Linked DNA regions of Mus musculus: region 2 is linked to region 1. The links are chromatin contacts, called in public promoter capture Hi-C maps. All regions are on one chromosome and are shown on one strand. Each heading gives the region's core, a stretch centred on a gene start, on an enhancer-like site or on the middle of the called end of the contact. The rest is flanking DNA. Distances are from core to core; before and after follow the strand shown.

Evidence for each region. Promoter capture Hi-C pulls out the DNA fragments that hold promoters and counts their contacts.
Region 2: a contact with region 1 is called in a promoter capture Hi-C map of macrophages, with 6 read pairs. The contact joins the promoter of Adam1b here to the promoter of Tmem116 in region 1. A contact is called at or near these places in 1 of 39 promoter capture datasets (macrophages), 2 of 484 Hi-C or Micro-C datasets (embryonic stem cells and pachytene spermatocytes), 11 of 115 datasets of contacts at active chromatin or transcription factors (the 230-238 cell line, the SCID.adh cell line, bone marrow-derived macrophages and 6 more) and 3 of 9 other capture datasets (adipose tissue, liver and pancreatic islet).

The regions. Positions count from the first base shown.
Region 1 is chr5:121,461,792-121,464,491 of GRCm38.p6, forward strand. Tmem116 (transmembrane protein 116) reads left to right here and starts at 1,390. Exons shown (of 11, transcript NM_001161627.1): 1 at 1,390-1,479; 2 at 1,996-2,042. The coding sequence starts at 1,432.
Region 2 is chr5:121,502,037-121,504,736 of GRCm38.p6, forward strand. It overlaps Adam1b (a disintegrin and metallopeptidase domain 1b), which reads right to left and starts at 1,399. Exons shown (of 1, transcript NM_172125.3): 1 at 1-1,399. The coding sequence starts at 944. It also overlaps a transcript of Tmem116 not described here.

The DNA.
Region 1 (2,700 bases), core at 140-2,639:
ACACACACACTCACACTCACGTGCAGGGCAGTAGCATAGACACTTTAGGAATGTGCCAAAGGGAAAGGTTCTCTGAGGCTGACAGTCGGTAGACTGTTCTCTGAACAATCTAACATTTGTCTTGAGGAACAAAGAAGCCTTTTGTCCAAGAGCATTTTCTTATCATTTTCTTATCACTTGGTGACAGTCATTAGTCTCCACACCCTTAGGAGGTAGACATCATTAGGGACCTCCAAATGTTCCCAAGACTCTTTGCTACTGATCTGTGATGAGGATGCCTCCCAGTACTTAGATTACCTTTAAGACCGTTACTAAAATCTCCCACTAACCAGCATCTGCCCTTCCACTCTAGACTGCTCTCTCTCTCTGATATGAACTCCTACCATGCAAGTGATTGCTAAATAGTCAAGAGTTGGGACATAGCTTAGTGCTCAGCATGCATGTGTGACATTTGCCAGGCTCTGGGCTCAGTCCCCAGCACTTAGACACAAGAGAGATGTTGCAGAACATGTGAAAGGATGGTTAAAGCAATGAGAGCTTTTGACTTCCTCTTCCCCAGGCTCTGCCAGCTCCCTCCACAGCTGTGCACAGGCTCGTCTATACACTGTCACCCTATCCAGACTGTGTTCTTGGTACTCAGACCACTGCCCACTGTGATATAAGCTCCTGGAAGGCTCTGTCTAGACTTTGTCTTTGTGTCTCCCATAACACATTGATTTATACAATATGTATATATAATACATATATATATACATATTGTGTGATATAATAATGTTAATGTTGAATATAACAAACATTTAATGACCTCTTAGTAATTTTCACTACTACTAGAACTTTTAATTGAATGTGCCATCGTCCTTAATCACTGTGTCCCCAAACAGGGACAAGTTTTAGCAGACCTCTGTTTTACCCCATTTCTTTCTCTTCCTTTTTTCCCTGTTCCATTTCTCTTTTGAAAGTTTTATTTTCTTAATTGTGAAAATGCTCTCTGCCTTTTATTGTTCCTGCCTCTTGCTTTATTTATTTATTTATTTATTTGTATCACAATTGCCCCCCTTCAGGCCCCCCCTACAAAGTGTTTCCCCTATGCCTCTGAGAGGGTGGGGCCCCCCTGGGTATGCCCCCAGCCTGGAACTTCAAGTCTTCAGGATTAGGTATCTTCTCCCACTGGTGCAGGACAAGGCAGCCCTCTGCTCCATATATGTTGGGGGCCTCGGTCCAGCCAGTGTATGCTCTTTGGTACAATTTGGTTTCTTCTGTCACCTGCTTCTTCTATTTTTGGCTTTGTCCTTGGCCCTTCAGCCTCCTGCCCTTAAGGTACAGGGCAGGATTAGATGGGGTGGAGCCCAGCTGAGGTAGGGGTGGAGCTACCTGTTCAGAGCCTGACTGAGAAGGGCCTGGGCTTGGAGGGTAGCAGGAACTGAAGTCTTTATGGCCTTCCCACTGGAGACCAGCCGCCTGGAAGGCAGATGGGAGCCTGTAAGGTCAAAAGCTGACCCCCCACCCCCACCCCATTTCCGCTCCCTTCGTCCTTTCTGCTGCGTGTTTTACTCACAGTGGCTCTCTCCTTACTAATACCTCTCCCCCTCGTCATCATTTCCCTTCTTTTCTGTCTTGTAAACTTTCTGTCAGTCAGTCAGCCCTACTTGGTGTTCTCACCTGTCTGTCCTCAGACGCTAGCTAGCCTTTCCTCTCTGTTTATGCTTGTTCCTGGAGTTTCCTCAACTTGGCTTTCTCATTCAGTCTGCTCTGCTCACTACCCTGTTTCTCTTACCGTTTGAGTGTTTTTTAAGGACTTGGGTTGAGGGCAGCACAGGCCCTGCCTTCCTCCACAGGCCTGTTTAGGCTCCACTACTTGAAGGTCTGTGCTGAAGAAATGGTTAATAAACACCAAAAGGGAAATTAGGTTGAACATTAAATGTAAGAGACTGACACTCACTCACTCACTCTTTCTCTCTCCCTCTCTCTCTCCCTCTCCCTTCCTCCCTCCTTTAGCTTTTTCCTGCAATACAGTGGATACAGTTTGCTGTGGCTACTCTGAGGTATGTTTTTTTAAGTCTCATATGACTGTTCAGATCTCGTGACCAGCCTGGAGAGCTGTTCAACTTTCCCCATAGTCCTGCTCCTGACGATTGCAGTCTACTTTTTAGTTAGAAGTTCTTTCCCATGTTGATCATTCCTGACTAGTCACCTCGGGGCCTGGGGAGATGTATTGGTGGATAAAGTGCTTGTTTTTGGCCCATGAGAGCCCAGGTTGAGATCCCCAGCACCCACATGGCAAGCTGGTTGTGTTGTTTCCAACCTGTTTAGCTCAGCTTTGGGACGCAGAGACAGGGTGGGAGCTAGCCAGTCTGTGAATCTGAGAGCTTCAGGTTCACTGAGGGAGCATGGCTCAGAAACTCAGGTGGAGCGTGATGGAGGCTGACAGCAGCAGCCTCCCTCTTTTTTTTTTTTTTTTTTTTTCGAGACAGGGCTTCTCTGTTTCGCTCCTTTTTTAAATTTATTTTTATTTTTATTTATTTATTTTTTTAGCCTCCCTCTTCTGACTGCTCACCATATCTGTACCCAGGAAAAAGAACCGGAGGGAGGGAGGGAGGGAGGGGAGAGAGGGAGGGAGGGGAGGGGAGAGGAGGAAAGCAGTCATCTGAAGTGAGGACTGGCTCAGGCAGCCTGCATCAGGCATTTGCCTCAGTACTGTGT
Region 2 (2,700 bases), core at 149-2,648, 40 kb after region 1:
CCCGAACAGGCACCACGGAGAAACGCCTGGCCCTCGTTCTCTCCTGGGCGATGCCCGACGATCAAGTGTGCCACATCGTGCCTGACCCGGCCCACGAGTTTCTCCTGTCTCCAGAAGTTGAAATTCCTGAGTGTGGTCTGCAGGTCCACTGGGACCTCTATCGGGTCCCCCTCTGTCCAGATTTCCAGGCCCACCAGCACCACCTCTGTGTTTATCCCCCTAGTGAAGCTGTTGGCCAGAGCAATGATGTCCATTACTGCCTGGACCGTCTCGTTGATGTTACTGCCCCACATCTGGAACCGCTGGTGGTTGACCACCACAAACATCTCCACATACTTGGTGTGTGACCACCAGTCAGTCAGAACCAGTAGGTCATCGGGCTTCCTGCTCCTTGGTGGATGGCTGGTGTCCCCAGGGCTGTCTTTGGGAGTGACACTGCAGGAGACCACAGGCTGATGCTCCATGGTGTAGAGGACATGTTCAAAGTTTTTGGAAGAGAGCATGGGCTCAATGCCATAGGATGTTTCCTCTTTAATCAAGACCCCCCTGAGGCCTGAACAGATGTTGACAGAAACAAAGGAGCCTGGCACCCCTTCCATGTAGCCTTCATAGTGGCAGTCCTGGGAGAGGAGAGGCATTTCTTGCCTCAGGATGCCATTGTGGTAACTGTAGACTGGGAAGTTATTCTCAGGGTAGTGTCCCTTTACCTCGAGGTGAAGCAGCTGCTTTTGGCCTTGCATCAATAGCATGTAGGACACCTTCCCTCCAGGGTCTTTCCCCCCCTTGCCTGGCAGTCTCTCAGGGATGACAGTTTCATAGGAAGAATTATATACAGATCCAATGTCACAGAACGTGCTCGGGAGAAAAATTATTGCCAAGAGCAACATGGCCACCAGCCTGATACACCAGTGCTCTGGGATTTTCCCCAGCTTTAGTCGCTCCATCTGGGGAGGCCAAGTCTGACGTGTTCCTCCAACCTCTTACAAAGCCGCATGGGGCTCTACTTGAAAGAGAACGTGGACGCTGAATGTCTCGCTGTGGCTGAGTCTGCCATGATCCTTCTGACTCAGCTGATTCAGTGGGGCCTGCGTGTTGAATGTCAATGACAGCAGTAGCTCTCCTGATCTGGAGGCCCGGGTATTATCCCTACATCGATGCTGCGTGTTTTAAGTGTTGGTTCCTCCCCACCTCCGTGAGCTCAGCTTTCTGGCTAGGTCTTGTCCTGGTGACTCTGACCTCTGTGACCTTTCAGACAGTTTCTGTTCTTGGTTGCTTCTTTCAAAGTCAGCTCCTGTACGCCATCTCTAAGTCCTTTTGACAAGATGGAGAGAGGTGCCTCTACTACAGTGTGGGACTGTACCTTGACTGTACCTGACTCAGCAGGAGCCACACACGGAACACCCCTCCCCCACTGCTCTCAACTCTTCCTGTTGTCAGTTGCTCAGCTAACCCCAAATGTTCCAAATCAAGGAGCTTGGAGATCCCCTAGGTGGGCATACTCTGTTATATCTGTTTCCTGACCTCCAAGACCCTTGCTCTGTAGACAGGAGCGTTCTAACCCAGGGCAGGTTTTGAGCTCTGAGAAGTGTGATGGATAATCACAGATTTAGGAGACCAGACTGAGAGGTCAAGCCCCTGAGCTGTATGATGGAGCACAGAGGAGCTAGGGGCGCGGCCTGTGGAGAAGAATAGCATCGCCCTTCACAGCCTCCAGACCCAGTTTCTCAGAGGCCATGGAAGATGCATGGTAGCCTCCTGCTAACATGTCCACAGTAGCTGGCATCTCAAAGGCCTAGCCCCAACACACTGATTCCCTAAGGTTATGTGTGGTTATATGTGTGTCTTTGTTTATGTGCTAGTGTTGCGCCAGGTCGCCTGAAACTCTTAATCTTCCTCATGGTCCTGGCAGCTTATAAGATTACATGTGTTAGCCTTTCTTCTAGCCTCTATGTACCCATGTGTACACGGGTCACATGAGCTGAACTCATTCAGGTGTGCACACAGACACACTAAGTCTTCACACGATATCTTATTTGTGTATCTTATGGGACACAGTACATTAATCTTACATATATAAACATGTATGATAAAGGGGGAGTGCTTTTAGTCTATAAGTGGCACACCACAAAACCTCTCAAAGCAGTGGCTGGCTCCTCCTTCCCACCCCAGCCTACAGCCAAAGTAAAATGCCACTTCAGGAATTGTTAAAAATGGCAGCTCCTGTCAAAATGGCCCCAACAGGACATCTCAGCCAACAGCCAGCACTGGAGCCTTTCCCACCTCAGCAAGAGAGGCCCCTCAGGAGCTATCCATGGCCTACCACACCTCCTCTCAGCCTCTCTGAGCAGCCCCACAGACGTGGAGCAAAAGCCAGCTGAAGCCAGGAAGGACTCCCTAGCCTGACCCTTGGATGCAATGCAGGGAAAAGTGGGTGAAAAAGGCCACCAATCCCTGAGCTCCCAAGCTTAGGATGTGAGTCCTTGCAAGCAAGCCGCAGCCTTTCCTGGATTCATCCATCCCTTCTCCTCCAGGATTCTCCCCTTTAATAAATCTCCTTTATGAGTCTTACTGCATGGAGTGGCTTTCTCATCAGAAGAAACCGAGAAGAAAAGCTAGGAAAAGAAGAAGTGAAGAGAAGAAGGAGCAGGGCTGGGGCTCTCAAACTCCTCAGCTCAGTCAGGGGTACCCTCCCCTTGACCT